Regions from separate parts of the Mus musculus genome. Here all the other regions are linked to region 3. A link is a contact called in public promoter capture Hi-C data. All regions are on one chromosome and are shown on one strand. The core of a region is the stretch at or near the end of the contact, and the rest is flanking DNA. Distances in the headings are between cores, read along the strand shown.

The links. Promoter capture Hi-C pulls out the DNA fragments that hold promoters and counts their contacts.
Region 1: a contact with region 3 is called in a promoter capture Hi-C map of liver, with 2.3 times the contacts expected there. The contact joins the promoter of Tial1 here to the promoter of Spns1 in region 3. A contact is called at or near these places in 2 of 39 promoter capture datasets (liver and neutrophils) and 1 of 484 Hi-C or Micro-C datasets (B cells).
Region 2: a contact with region 3 is called in a promoter capture Hi-C map of liver, with 3 times the contacts expected there. The contact joins the promoter of Rgs10 here to the promoter of Spns1 in region 3. A contact is called at or near these places in 2 of 39 promoter capture datasets (both in liver) and 1 of 9 other capture datasets (liver).

The regions. Positions count from the first base shown.
Region 1 is chr7:128,459,644-128,464,199 of GRCm38.p6, reverse strand. It overlaps Tial1 (Tia1 cytotoxic granule-associated RNA binding protein-like 1), which reads left to right and starts at 2,527. Exons shown (of 12, transcript NM_001347640.1): 1 at 2,527-3,075. The coding sequence starts at 3,044. Gm32816 (a long non-coding RNA gene) reads right to left here and starts at 2,480. Exons shown (of 4, transcript XR_378509.4): 1 at 1,948-2,480.
Region 2 is chr7:128,416,472-128,421,092 of GRCm38.p6, reverse strand. It overlaps Rgs10 (regulator of G-protein signalling 10), which reads left to right and starts at 2,921. Exons shown (of 5, transcript NM_026418.2): 1 at 2,921-3,027. The coding sequence starts at 2,979.
Region 3 is chr7:126,376,636-126,381,109 of GRCm38.p6, reverse strand. Spns1 (spinster homolog 1) reads left to right here and starts at 3,176. Exons shown (of 12, transcript NM_023712.3): 1 at 3,176-4,273; 2 at 4,371-4,436. The coding sequence starts at 4,033.

The sequences.
Region 1 (4,556 bases), core at 1,278-3,777, 2.1 Mb before region 3:
TCATGCTTCTGGCCTCTCAGGAACCGCCGTGCCATACCTGTGCACTTACCCATACACATACCCAAAATTTACAACCTCTGAAAAATAAAGAGTTCAGAAAAAGAAAGATTGTATGTTCAGCATAAGGAGGGGGTGTCAGTTGAAGCGAGACTCTGGTGTTCCTATGCCTTATGATGCTGTGGAATGGGTACTGATTGTCTCCTGTCTCCCAGATCTGTCTTCACAGTGGCTGTTTTTCTTTTTTGTGCAGCAGGGATGTCTGCTGGTCAAGTTTTACTTTCTGTGGACTAGGCAGATTTTCTCACTCTGTCCCGACTCTCCACATCACACTGCTGGGATAACCCTTTTAGCTGAAGGGCGTCTCCTAAATGCAATGGGGTATGAACTGCAGCCTGGGACAGCTAGAGGCCCCAGCTTCATGCTTACAAGACCTCCTGAATACTAACCACCCTGCTGGAGGGATCCAGCTGTGGGTATCAGAAACACCCCTTGGAATGCCAGTATCCTTAAGCACTAACAGTAGTAACAGGTAGGTGACTCTAGAATTTGATCCACCCATGGGTCTCATAGCCACCTAATAATTTCTCCATGGTTTTCCCAGCCTGAGAACATTCTGTCACCTGCATCCTTTGGTTTGTTGGTGACTAGCTTTCCTGCTCTCTACACAGCATGTGTGGACCTCTCTTTGTCTTGGGATGCTAACAGGTTGAGGCTCTGTGGGCGCTCCCTGGTTTCAGGTCCCCAGGTAGCTGTTTTTAAAAATAGATTCTCCCTTCAGATTGCTTCTGGCTACTGGCCTCTGAGTCATACAGTGTGACAAGATAAGATTCTCTCTGCTGTTGAATTTTTCTGCTGGGGCAATTACTGCTGCGTCAAACCTGGATTTAAGGCTTACAAGGGTTGTGGGCTTGTTCTGGGTATAGGACTGCCTGCGTTTCATTTGGCTTACCTTTTGGAAGTGGATGGGAACTGTATGGCTGAGGCTGAGCTTGGTGCCTTCCCCACCTCTTCCCTTCCCTATTTTTTTTTCTGACCCCTTTGTTTCACTTGTGTAGATTTCTGAAGCTCTCTGAAGTTCTTTCCTTTCCTTTTTTAAAAAAAAAATTAATTTTTTTTTTTTTTGGCTTTTTCGAGATAGGATTTGCTGTGTATAGCCTTGGCTGTCCTGGAACTCATTCTGTAGACCACGCTGGCCTCGAACTCAGAAATTCGCCTGCCTCTGCCTCCCAAGTGCTGGGATCAAAGGCGTGCGCCACCACGCCCAGTTGCTCTTTCCTTTTTCACTTTGGGATATAATCCGTTTCTCGTTCAGACTTACTCTCTCCTTCCTAGGCTCATGGAGAAGCAGCCTCCAATCTCCCACTGTACCTGTAAATTCAGGTAGGGTTTCAGTATGCAGCTAAGCAGATCTATAAGCTACCCCAAAGCTCTCTGTTGGCCACCAGACCTTTTCTCTCCTTCAATGAGACAGTGTGCAGCTGGGGGCACGGGAGAGCTGGTTAAGAGCACACTTACAGTGGCTTCCAGTTTGGTTCTCAGCACTCATATGCAGCTCACAACCACTGTTAACTCCAGTCTCAGGCAGGGAATGCCATCCCTTCGTCTGACCCCTAGGGGCCTCAGCCACAAATGTGGTGTACATCCAGTAGATTGTCATGATTCTATCTCCTCTCTTGCTTTAGCATCTCAATACTAGCAGCCCGTGTCCTCCAATACCGAACTCCAGACTGTTTTGGCATGAGACCTGGTCGTTGAGCCTCTTTGCTGTTTTCACTGATTATTAGTTTTTGATAAGGTCTTGGTATCTATTTCTAGGCTGGCCTTAAATCCATTATCCTCCTGTTCAGTAGCACTGTGCGCCACCACGCGAATATTTAAGTTTTAAGTAGGGATTTGAAAGAGCGGTACAAGCCATTTGAATGAGGGGCTGCTCTTTTGCAGCCTTACCCACTAATCCGATGAGATAATGGGTAGCGATCCTTGTGGAACTTGTAAAGCAAGTTACAAGCGGTATAGTCTAGAAAGGCCTATCTGGTTAGAACACGTGCTCAAAGACAAGGCTGGATCTGGTGTTGCCCGATGTCCGCTACATCTCTCCGGGTTCAGAGTTGCCACTCTTTTGCCCGTCGCGTGAGGCGTCGGTTGTTGAACACGGACCAGCAGTTCTGAGAGTAGAGGCGGGCAAGGCCGGCTGACGGGAGAACCACGCGGAGCCAGCACACCGCCTGATCTGCAGTTGAAGAAACCGCTCTGGGGCTGGACGGAGGCGGAGCAGAAGCTCACACTGGACCAACAGAAGAGCCTTAAGATGCTAAGAGCGATCCTGGGGCGGGCCCCGGCGCGAGGCACTCTGGGATTTGTAGTTTACTTCCCGGACAGCTCCTCTCTATTTCGGCCGCCCGCCTTTTATTCCTCGCTCTATCCCGGCACGCCGACTACTTAGTCGCGGCACGTCCTCACGTACGACTACACTACCCAGAAATCTCTCCTTCGCGCTCCGGCAGGCGCAGGGTCTGCCTTGAACTACAGTTCCCAGAAGGCCACTGGAGAAGGGCTTCCCCCACTTTCCCGGGACCGCAATTCCCGGAGACTTGGTTTCGCGGCTTTTCTCTCTGTGTTGGGTCTCTCTTGGACCCGGATAGGTCTTGACTGGCCAGCAGGCCCACAGCGACAACGTGCTCCGTCGTGTCCAGTCGCAGGGTGTACTCTTTGGCCGGGCTTTCTGTCTCTTTAGCTACTTTTGCCGGACAGGCCGTCGCAGCTGGCCTGAGCAGTGACCTGGCGGGCCGCGCCTGCGCCCTGCCGCGTTTCCTGCCTGGCTGGTGGTGGCGGCCATTTTGTTCATCCTCCTCCTCCTCCTGCTCCTCCTGGTTGGAGCGCAGTGTCCGGAGCGGGCTGGGGGGAGCGGACCCGAGAGCGGGGTTCAGTACCTTTTCCTCTGTCCCCAGCCGGCGCCCGGAGCCCCCCTCCCCTTCCTTCCCGCCCCCTCCCCTCCCCAGCCCTGCCCTCCCCCTTGTCCCGGGATCACTCCGTCGCACCCACCATGATGGAAGACGACGGACAGCCCCGGACTCTGTGAGTACCCGAGACCCGGGGTGCCAGGCACCGAGTGGCCCGGGCACTGCGGGAAGCGGAGGGAGGAAGGGAGAGCAGGAGCCCGGGACTAGAAGCGGAGAGCCGGGCGTCGCGGTGGCGCGGCTGTGAAGTGCATTCCTCATCTGTCCCCCTTCCCAGAGAAGGAAGCCCTCCCTTCCCCCCCAAACACAGTCACTTCCTAGGGTCTAGGGCTTGTCTCGACTTTTTCCTCCCGACCCCTTCTTTTGCACACTCTTGCTTGGCTGGGCTTGTGCACGGCTGAGGCTGTCAGGCGCGGGAGAGCTACTGTTCCCCCTGTGCTTTGGGGGCTCCGGGCTGAGCCAGGAGCTGTGGGTCCCTACGGGGGCAGGGCTTGGCGGGGGTGGGACCACTACTGCATCCTTTGGCTTGAACGTTTAGCCTCAGTCCACGTCCTCAGCAGTCCACGTCCTCAGCCTCAGTCGCTCCGAGTCCTTCTCCCCAGTCTACCACTCTTTAACCAGAGGAGCCCCTTGTCTCTTTCTGCCCCACGTGCCCCACGCTGTCAGAAACACCCGCCTAGCGCCTGCTGCTTTTGAAGTGCCAAAGTGATTGCTTTTCGCCACCGTGCACCACCTCTGTCCCTTGGATAACGAAGTTTACTTTGAGCGCTTACTGCGCCAACCTGACAACCAGTTAAACTCCTTTCGCTCAGTTAGTGATGCCGCTTCCTAATCCGTTTGTGCGTCCGGACCATCGGAGTTGGATAAAAGGATGACTGCTCCCGCTATTTGTTACCTGTCTTTTGAGTGCTATTTTTCGCGGTATAGCTGTCGGGTTTCACCTGAAGCCCAATCTAATGAATGAATCGCATCTTCCAACCGCTTAATTGGCGTTTCCTACCCCCCTCCGCCGGCCCCCCCTCCCATGCAGAGTGATGACTCAGCGTCTGTATTCCTTTCCAAATAGTGTGGCACTCTTTTTTTTTTTTCCTTAGTCTGAGTAATTTCCAATTCATTGTTTAAAGTGAGCACCTTGGGTTTTCCCAGCCTCTCCAGGCCTACTACTCCTGCCTGGAGTAAATACATAGAGTCAGCCTACTGCTTTGTCTCTCTTGCCTCCCACTGCCTAGTATTGATTGGTATGATGGTCAGAGTCCACTTGGCTGGGTTAGCTGATGGGGAAAGTACTTTTTAGGGAATCGACGACGGTGGATAGACATTCAGGACCTCTGACTAGCTAGCTTCTCAGAGCTTCATGCGTAGCACAGAAAATATGTTCAGTAAAGAAGGTCCATATGTATATTCAGTGTTGATAACAGATATTTTTTGAGCATTGTTTATACTTTACATTTTTATTTCGCTTAACATCTGGCTTGGGAAACTTGAAAACATCTTTTTTTTTTTTTTTTTTTTTTTTTAAACTTGAAAACATCCTAAACATATTATACCCCCTGAATGAAAATCTTTCTGTGTGTGAGATCTTCCAGCATCTGGGAAAGC
Region 2 (4,621 bases), core at 1,672-4,171, 2.0 Mb before region 3:
TTGCCTTTAATCCCAGCACTAGGAAGGCAGAGGCAGGTGGAGCTCTGTAAACTTCAAGGCTAGCCTGGTCTATGTAGAGAGTTCTAAGACTGCCAGGCAGAGCTGCATTAGAGAGACCCCATTTCAACAAACAAAACACGAGTGCATGTGTCATGGTGTGAATGTGGGAGTCAGAGGACAGTTTTCAGGAGTCGGATCTCTCTTTCCACCACGTGGGTTCTGGTACCTACTGAGCCATCTCGCCCATCCTCAGAGTTTTAAATTCCTGGGTAGAACAAGGCAACTGACCAGTAAAGCTTACTCTCTGAAATTCCAACCTATTGGAAGAACTCCAAGGCCACTGCTTCTTGTCTGCTGTGATAGGTGGTCCTTGATCTAAATGTACAGCCAGCAGTGGGAGGAATGGGGCCTAACCTGTTTACCTTTTGGGCCAATCAGCTGCCATCATTGCTTTTGAGGGTGTAAATGAGAAGCTGCAGAGGGAGAGAGACTTGGGGATCCCTCGGAGGATGTGTGTTTCGCTTGGGACAGAGATTGTGCCTAGAACATACCTGTGTGAAAAGGTGATCCTGCTCTGACAGCTTGAGGGGGGGGCTCTTCCCCTCCTACTTGTTTTATTTTGTTCTGAGACAGGATCTCACGGTGTAGCCCTGGCTATTCTGGAACTCTCTATGTAGATCAGTCTGGCCTCAAACTCACAGAGATCCAGCAGCCTCTGCCTCCACCTCAATCCCCAGGATCAGAGCTGTATCTCAGCATAGGCCTTTTACTTTATTCTGGGTCTGATGCACACGACACGTGAATGTTGGCTTTTGGATCTTTGGACATTATGTATGTGAGTGTTTTGTCTGCCAGGTATGAATGTGTAGCGTACGTGCGTCTGGAGCTTGCAGACGTCAGAGGAGGACATCAGATCCCCTGGGACTGGAGTTACAGATGACTGTGAGAGGACATGGGTGCTGGGAATTGAACCCCAGTGCTCTGCAAGAGCAAGCGCTCTGAATCACTGAGCCATCTCTCCAGCTCCCAGTACCGATTTTGTGAGTCAAACAAAAAAGAAAATTAAATTGTTTACTCACTCTTAGCCCCGGTCTTTTGACAAGCTCACAGGACGGAGAAGGGGACCTAAAGCTGCTAACCTTCCCCATTATTTCCCATTGTCTAAGAAGCTTGGAGCTGTTCTCTCAGTACGGCCTCCCTCGGAGCATGTCTTAGACCACACCAGGCTTGCTGCCGGCACGGTGGGAAGAACCTGGCTGCTAGTGCTGCTGGCTTTGGCTGCCTGTGTCTAACTTCTACTCCATTGTGCTAGAGTCTCCTCCTTTCCTGTGTTAGCTTCGGTGTATTTGTGATCAGCCTCTGGGGACGCTTTCAATGGAGGTGGGCAGGGAAAATTTTGTTACTGTTCTCAGAATGCAGTGATCCCACTGGGATGGTTTGGTTTTGCCTTCTCTCTCTCCTTCCTTCCTTCCTTCATTCCCTTCCCTTCCTCTTTCCCTCTCTCTCTCCCTCCCTCCCTCCCTCCCTCCCTCCCTCCCTCCCTCCCTTCTGACTCCTTCCTTCTGACTCTCTATGTAGCTGCCTTAGACATTGCTATGTATATCAGGGTGTCCTCTAACTCAAAGAATCTTCCTGCTTCTGCCTCCGGAGTGCTGGGGTTGCTGGGATTAAAGGAGAGCACCATTATGTCTGTGTCTGTGTCGGTTTAGGCTCAGCTTTTACAGAGCCTATGACCCAAGAGCTATTTCAATGGCCAGGAAGCTTGGGGGGGGGGCGGGCGGCAATAGCAGCTGGAGACATTCAGAAACCCCGGCTTGGAAGCCACACTGATGGTGCTCACCTGCAAGCCGCAGCTGAAGACCTCTGCAGCCTTCAGGGGACGGAACATCCTCTTTGGATAGCACAAATGGCCGTGTTTGGAAATGATGGAGTGGGGAAGGGTAGGCAGAGAGATGGTGAATAACCACAGAGGGCCAGGGCTGAGGTGGCGTTGGGACTGCAGGGTGGACAAAAAGGGAGGAAAATAGAGCAAAATGGGAAGCTCAGAATAGAAGATATAAAGGAAAGTGCCAACTAGTGAAAATCCTGCGAAAGAACGCGCGCGGGGGGTTGGGGGGGCGACTGGGGAATGGTTTAGAAAAATAGCAATTAGCACAGCTAAAAATAAAGACCAATTTCGAGACAAAGCCAGACCCACAAGGAGAAAAATAAAACTCGCCAGAAAGACAATTCCTTGCAAACCGAATGCTCAAGAAAATGGGGCTAACGACACCCCCCTCTTGGGCTGTTTGGTAAAAAGAAATGGGAAACTAGATGAGCGTGGAGCGCGGCGCTGAGCAGGTGACTGGCACCAGGAGGAGCGTTGAGCCCGGCGCTGGGATCTACAGGATTCCGGTAGTTGAGCGCAAAGGTTCTCCTGAGACTGCACCCAAGTGTCGTCCAAGTTAAAAAATGTGCTGGCGCGCTCAGATCCACTCTGAAACCGCAGAGGCTCCAGACAGCGTTCTCCGAGGTTTGTCCCGGGGCTTGGAAGCCCCGGCACAGGCGTGGCGTGGGCCAGAGTGGGCGCCCACTCGCGGCGGCTTGGCTCGGGACTCTGGTGACGCCTCCCGGGCATTCGCGGCGTGAGCAGGCCGCGCGCCCACGGAATCGGGTAGACCCGGGGGCGATCTGGGAGGTGACTCGGGCCTGGCAGGGACACCGAACGCTGTATGTCTCCAGGCCGCGAGGGGAGGGACCGGGATGTGCGCGGGAGCTGAGGGTCACCCGGGGCCACCGCGCCCTGCCCTGCGCGGGTAACTGAGGGCTGGACCCAGTGCCCACGGGCGCGGGTGGGCAGGGAGAGGGGAGCGCGGCGGGGAGGAGGCGGCGGGCGGAGCCTGGAGGGGCGGCGTCGCGCGGGCTCCTCCTCCTCCTTGCCCTCTTCGGGCTTAGCCGCCGCGCTGCCCGGCTGCTCCGTCCTCTGGACGCCCGCGGCGATGTTCACCCGCGCCGTGAGCCGACTGAGCAGGAAGCGGCCGCCGTCTGGTAAGCGGTTGCGGGCGCTTGGGCGCGGGAAGGACGGGGTCGCCGGGTCCCCTGGCGCGGCTCGCTGTGCCGCCCGGACAGCAGCCGCGCTCCTCCCCGCTCGCTCTGTCCCAGCCGCGGCGGGAGCGCAGAGCCGGGGAGCCGCCCGGGGAGGAAGTTGGGCTTGAAGCGGGAGTCAGAGCAGCTTTCTTTCTAGAGAAGGTCTGGGAACCACGGGAGACACATTAACAGCCCCTCACTCCGAGGCAGCGTGGGAAGCCAGGCTTCCCTCCTGCGTGCAGCCTCTTTCTCGGGCGGAATGGGAAGGATGCTCCGCCGGACCTCTGCATCCCCGGAGTGGCCGGCCCCGCGGCGCCAAAAAAAGTGGAGTCCCAAGGTGGCTGCACACCAGGGCGGGGGAGGAACTTGTGTGACACGGCGGGGGAGTCACTTTGTTTTTCCCCCTGAACCTGCCTGACCCACAGTTTGGGGCAACTTGGCAAGACAAAGAACCCACGGTGCAGAAATGGTGATTTGAATCGTGCCATCCTTTTTGTTCTTAATAACACCTAACACTCTTTGATGGCTTAGGTTGTGGCCAGGAGCTGTGTTGACACCTTGTGTGCTTTCTCTTGTCTTCACCATTAGAGCAGCCGCGTCGGAGGGGTGGGGCTCTAAAGCCAGGGTGTTGGGTAACCTGCTCTACTCTTAGCTGATGGATTTTTTTAAACGTAGGTTTATTTGCTTGACTCTGGGTTCGGGGTTCAAAGGCTTGCTTTTCTGTCGCCCAGAGATTCACTACGCTTTAGCCGGTTTCCTCTTTTCACGTAAATATCAAACGTGGTTAAGCGGCTGCAATCAGACATAGACCCAATCCCTTGGCCACCACTCGACAGCTGTGCAACTTCTTTGTGACTGGGGATGTGCAAAGGGTAGCTTTAAGTGCTTAATTGGAGACTCCCCCCCCCCCATCAGCCACATGCAAATCATTTCATTAATTATTTAAGACAACCCCACTAAAGTCAGATTCCATAGAGTTATTGTAAAGAGTTTGCACTGTTGTCTTAATATGCGTTGAAATGCTCCATTAGTGTTCCCGAGTGGTCACATTCCCTTGTGATGCTGATGGCTGACACTGAGTGGTGGTCAGATTCTAGGCACCGGAGTTAAACTCCAACCTTGACTCTGCCACTCCGCCACACTGAATAATGAATGTCCTTGGACCTTTCTGTGCCGCAGAGCTGTGCTGGTGCTGGCTCAGTGTAGCTTGCAAGAACCAATTGCTAAATGTTCAGGGCATCTGGGAACTGGTTGCTACGTCATAGGTGGACTGAAATGAACTGTGGTGGGACATATCAACATATGTCAGACATCAAGGCTGGAACAGTGGATTTCAGGAAGCTGTGGACTTAACTACATACTTAAATTTTATTTTAGATCATATTTATCATGTGTATGTGTGTGCTCGTGTGCGTCTCTGTGTGTGTGTGTGTGTGCATATGTGTGTTTGCATGCTACAGCTTGTATGTGGAGGTTAGAGGATGACTTATGGAAATCAGTTTTCTTCTACCGATAGGTCCCAGTAGTCAAAATCAAGCCGTCAGGTTTGGATGTA
Region 3 (4,474 bases), core at 1,927-4,426:
TGCTGTGCTGGTACACACCTTTAATCCCAGCACTCGGGAGGCAGAGGCAGGCAGATTTCTGAGTTTGAGGTCAACCTGGTCTACAAAGTGAGTTCCAGGACAGCCATGGCTATACAGAGAAACCCTGTCTCAAAAAACAAAAAACAAACAAACAAACAAAAACCCAAAAACAAAAAAAAAAGAAAGTGGGTAGGGAGCTGGAGAGATTAGAGGTTCAGAGCACTTGCAGAGGACCCAGGTTCAGTTCCCAGCACCCTCATGGTGGCACCACTTGTTAACTTCAGTTCCAAGGGATTCCACATCACCTTCAGACTTCTGGGGGGCACCGGGCATATACATACATGCAGACAAAACACACATACTCATAAAATGTGTGTGTGCGTGTGTGTGTGTGTGTGTGTGTGTGTGTGTTTGTGTGTGTGTGTGTGTGTACTGGATCATGTGATTGCAGAAGTGAGGACCAGGTGCAGAAGCTCTGAGGAGGAGCCTGGGATGCTAATTTCTGTTGAGCATACTTGGCGGTGGTTCATGCGTGTAACCAGGCTAGCCTCAGCCTCCCAGGCGCTGGGATTGCAGACGTGCGCCTCCACAGGGACTGTTTTACCTTTCCTTATGTCCCTTTGCAATTTTCAGCTCCACAGCAGCAACACTTTCTAACACAGAGGTCGGTTCTTCCCGAAAGCTTCTGCAGAGCTGGTCACATCGTTTTTACTGTCCCACCTTAGCCTGAAGCAAGGCTCTAGCTGCCTCCACCTCTGCCTGATTGCCTGTTTCTTGCTTTCCCATCCGTTTGTAAGTGCCCAGCAAACACTGTCTTGTTCTTATCAATGATGTCTAGTTCCTGGTTCATGATCATATACGGTCATTGCCTCCCAAAGTCTACTGAAGGAATAAATTTCATGTCTCAGAGAACCCCACTGTCACCCATCTTAGTGAATGAGCCAGAAACAATGTGTCACCGTTGTCCCCTTTTTGTGCTGAGGGTGAAAACCGGGCCCTCATTCAGGTTGCACAGGTGCTCTGCCACTGAGCTATGTTCCAGCCAGGCTTCATACTTTGCTTTGTGATGCTAGGGATGGGGACCGAAAGCGCCATGCATCCGTAGCCCTGCAAGCTTCACCTTGAAATTTGCTTCGTCTTCCTTATCTACACCACGCCTGAACTCCACACCTTTTGATGGGGTTTTGATCTGTATAGCCCAGTAGCTTCCAACTTCAGTTTGTTCTCAGACCGGAGCCTTTCTGTTCCTCTCCATCCCGTGCCCCACCTGTAGTCTAGTAAAAGCAGTACTTTCTAAATTATAGAATTATTGTAATTTGTATTCAGATTGTATGTACATTAAGGTAAACAAGCAACCTGAGAGGGGTGGCTGACACCTTTAATCCCAGCATTCTGGAGGCAGAGGGAGGCAGGCAGATCTCTGTAAATCCCTTCATGCTCACTGCTCCCCTCCTAACCTTCAATCCATCTGCCACGGACTCAGCTTTTCTCAAATGCCAACATGATTTAAAAAAAAAATTTTTTTTGAGATAGAGACTCATTAGATAGCCCAGATAGAGTCAGTTTTCTGGGTTCAAGTGACCCACTTGCCTCCTGAGCATGTGGGATGCCTGGTGCGTGTGTCCAGACACTAGGTTTTCATTTGAATTGAGTAATGCAGTAGGCAACCTATTATGTCACGTTTCTTTCATCTCACAGTGTTTTACGTTTTTAATCTTTTATTACGTTTTTATTTTGTGTGCATGTCATGGCACATGTGTGAGGTAGAGGACAGCTTGTGGCAGGCAATCCTCTTCTGCCATTTGGATAGGGACAGAACTCAGATTGTCAGTATTGGTACCAAGTATTTTATCCTCTGAGCCACCTTGCTGGCCCTTACCTATTTTCGAACTCTCAATCTCTCTCTCTCTCTAACTTTCTCTTTCTCTCTCTCTTTCTTTCTCTGTCTCTGTATCTCATCATTATCTAGTCCAGGCTGACTTAAGACTCAATACAGTCCAGTCTTCAAATCCTCAAACTTTTATCTGCCTCTTCCTCTGCTGTGCTGAGAGGGATATTAAAAAAAAAAGATTTATTTTCTGTATATGGATACACTGTCGCTCTCTTCAGATACACTAGAGTAGGGCATTGGATCCAATGGTTGTGAGCCACTATGTGGGATTTGAACTCAGGACCTCTGAAAGAACAGTCAGTGTTCTTAACCACTGAGCCATCTCCAGCCCCAAGAGGAATCTTTAATTTTTTGTTTTGTTTTGTTTTGTTTTTTGTTTTGTCGAGACTGGGTCTTATGTACCCAAAGCCACATTAAAGTTAACTATTGCTATGTATCAAGGACCACTTTGAACTTCCAATTCTCCTCCTTCTACCTTTTGCAACGGGCTGGGTGAATGAGGTACTGGGGACTTGAGCCCAGGGTTTCAGGAATGCTTGGCAGTATTTACTATCAACTGAACTACATCCCAGTTCTGGAAGTGGGATCACAAAACAGTATTTTCATAGAATCATAGTATTTTGCATTCAGAATGTATGTATATTAAGGAAAACTAGCAACCTGAGACGGTTCGCCATGGAACACCTTTAATCCCAGCCTTCTGAAGGCAAAGGCAGGTGGATGCCTGTGAATTGGTGGCCACACTGGTCAAAAAAGGGAATTCCAGGACAGTCAGACATACAGAGAAACCTTGGAAATAAAAGAAAGAAAAATGAAAAAACAAGCCAAAAAAAAAAAAGCCTCTGCTCCGTGGGTGCTGAGATAAAAGGTTTGTTTAATTCACTGCCACACCTAGTGGGATTTTTTTTTTGTATGTTTTGTTTTCAAGACTAAAGGTATTAAAGGCATGTGCCACCAGCCAGATTGAGTTTGTTGTTGTTGGTTTATGATAAGGTTCCTCCGTGTAGCCCTGGTCACCCGGGAACTTGCTCAGTAAACCAGGCTAGCCTCGACCACAGAGATCGGCTGCCTCTGTCTCTTTAGTGCTGGGATTAGAGCCATATGCCATTTTTTGGTGCAGGGTACATTGCAGTTCATTGGTTCTGAGCCTCCGCCTGTCCTCCAGGAGAGACACCAGAGGGCGCGAGGACACTAGTCTTGGTTGGAGAAAAACTCGAGGCCATAGACAAAACATCCTCTTCCTCCTAAACTCTAGCATCTTTTCTTGGAGGCAGGGTCTCACTCAGTATGTAGCCCTGGCTGACCTGGAACTCGCTATGTAAACCAGGCTGTCCTTGAAATTGCAAAGATCTCCGTCCTTCTGCCTTCTCCTGGGACTAAAGGTATGCGCTACTACGCCCGACTCTATAGGAATCTAAATGTCCACAGTGAAAGCTCATGATTGGTAAACAAAAGGAGGCAGCTGCTCGCCGCTATTCATCCAACAATTACTGAGCAATGAAGCCATCAGCCAGTCACTGAAGAAGAAAAGAGGAAACAACTCACTAGCATCTGTAGAGATGTAATATTTCCAAATAATCCACTATCTCGTGAAATCGGATAAATGGGTATTCCATCTAGGCGATTGATTACACCAGCTTGCGAGGCCCCCTGGAGGCTACTGGTGGAAGTAGGAACGAGCGTCGGGTTACCATAGCGGAGGAGCCCTAGAAACCCTGGAGGCTTCCGTAGGCGGTGGCAGGTCACGTGTTCAATCCTTGCACCGGGTGACTTTCTCCGGTAGGGCTCCGGTGTCACATGACCTGCTCTTGGGCAACATGGCGGCAGTTGTGTTGCTGAGCTTGGACTGAGCAACAGCGAGTGTGGCGCGCTCCTTCCCGGGCTTTGGAGTGCGTCAGCGTGAGAAGAGGGACTGGGTCCTGGTCTTCCTGCTCCTGTCCCAGCGTCACCTGCACCTCCTGTGTGCTCTCCTCTGTCGGAACCAGAGGGAATGACGAAGCCCAGGGCTTTTCGCAGTGGTGCACTGTGCATCGGACCACGCTCCTAGGCGATAGTGGGCAAGTCTTCTCGCAGTCCTCTCTCCAACCTCCTTCCGTCGGAGGTAGGACCGAAGCGTGGGCGGTTGCGATTCCCCAGGGACCATGGCCGGGTCCGACACGGCGCCCTTCCTCAGCCAAGCAGATGATCCTGATGACGGGCCAGCGCCCGGCCATCCGGGGTTGCCAGGACCCATGGGGAATCCAAAGTCCGGGGAACTCGAGGTCCCAGACTGTGAGGGGCTACAGCGCATCACTGGCTTATCTCGGGGCCATTCGACCCTCATAGTGGTGGTTCTGTGCTACATTAACCTCCTGAACTACATGGACCGCTTCACCGTGGCAGGTACGCACTGATGCTCCGAAGAAGGGATATAGGCAAGGGAGAAGTTCCCCAGGATAGGGTCGCCTCTTGGCGCTCATTCTTTGTTTTTTCTTTCCAGGGGTTCTTACAGACATCGAGCAGTTCTTTAACATCGGAGATGGTAGTACTGGCCTCATCCAGACTGGTGAGTGAGGCTACTGCCCACACAACCCCTCGTTCTTA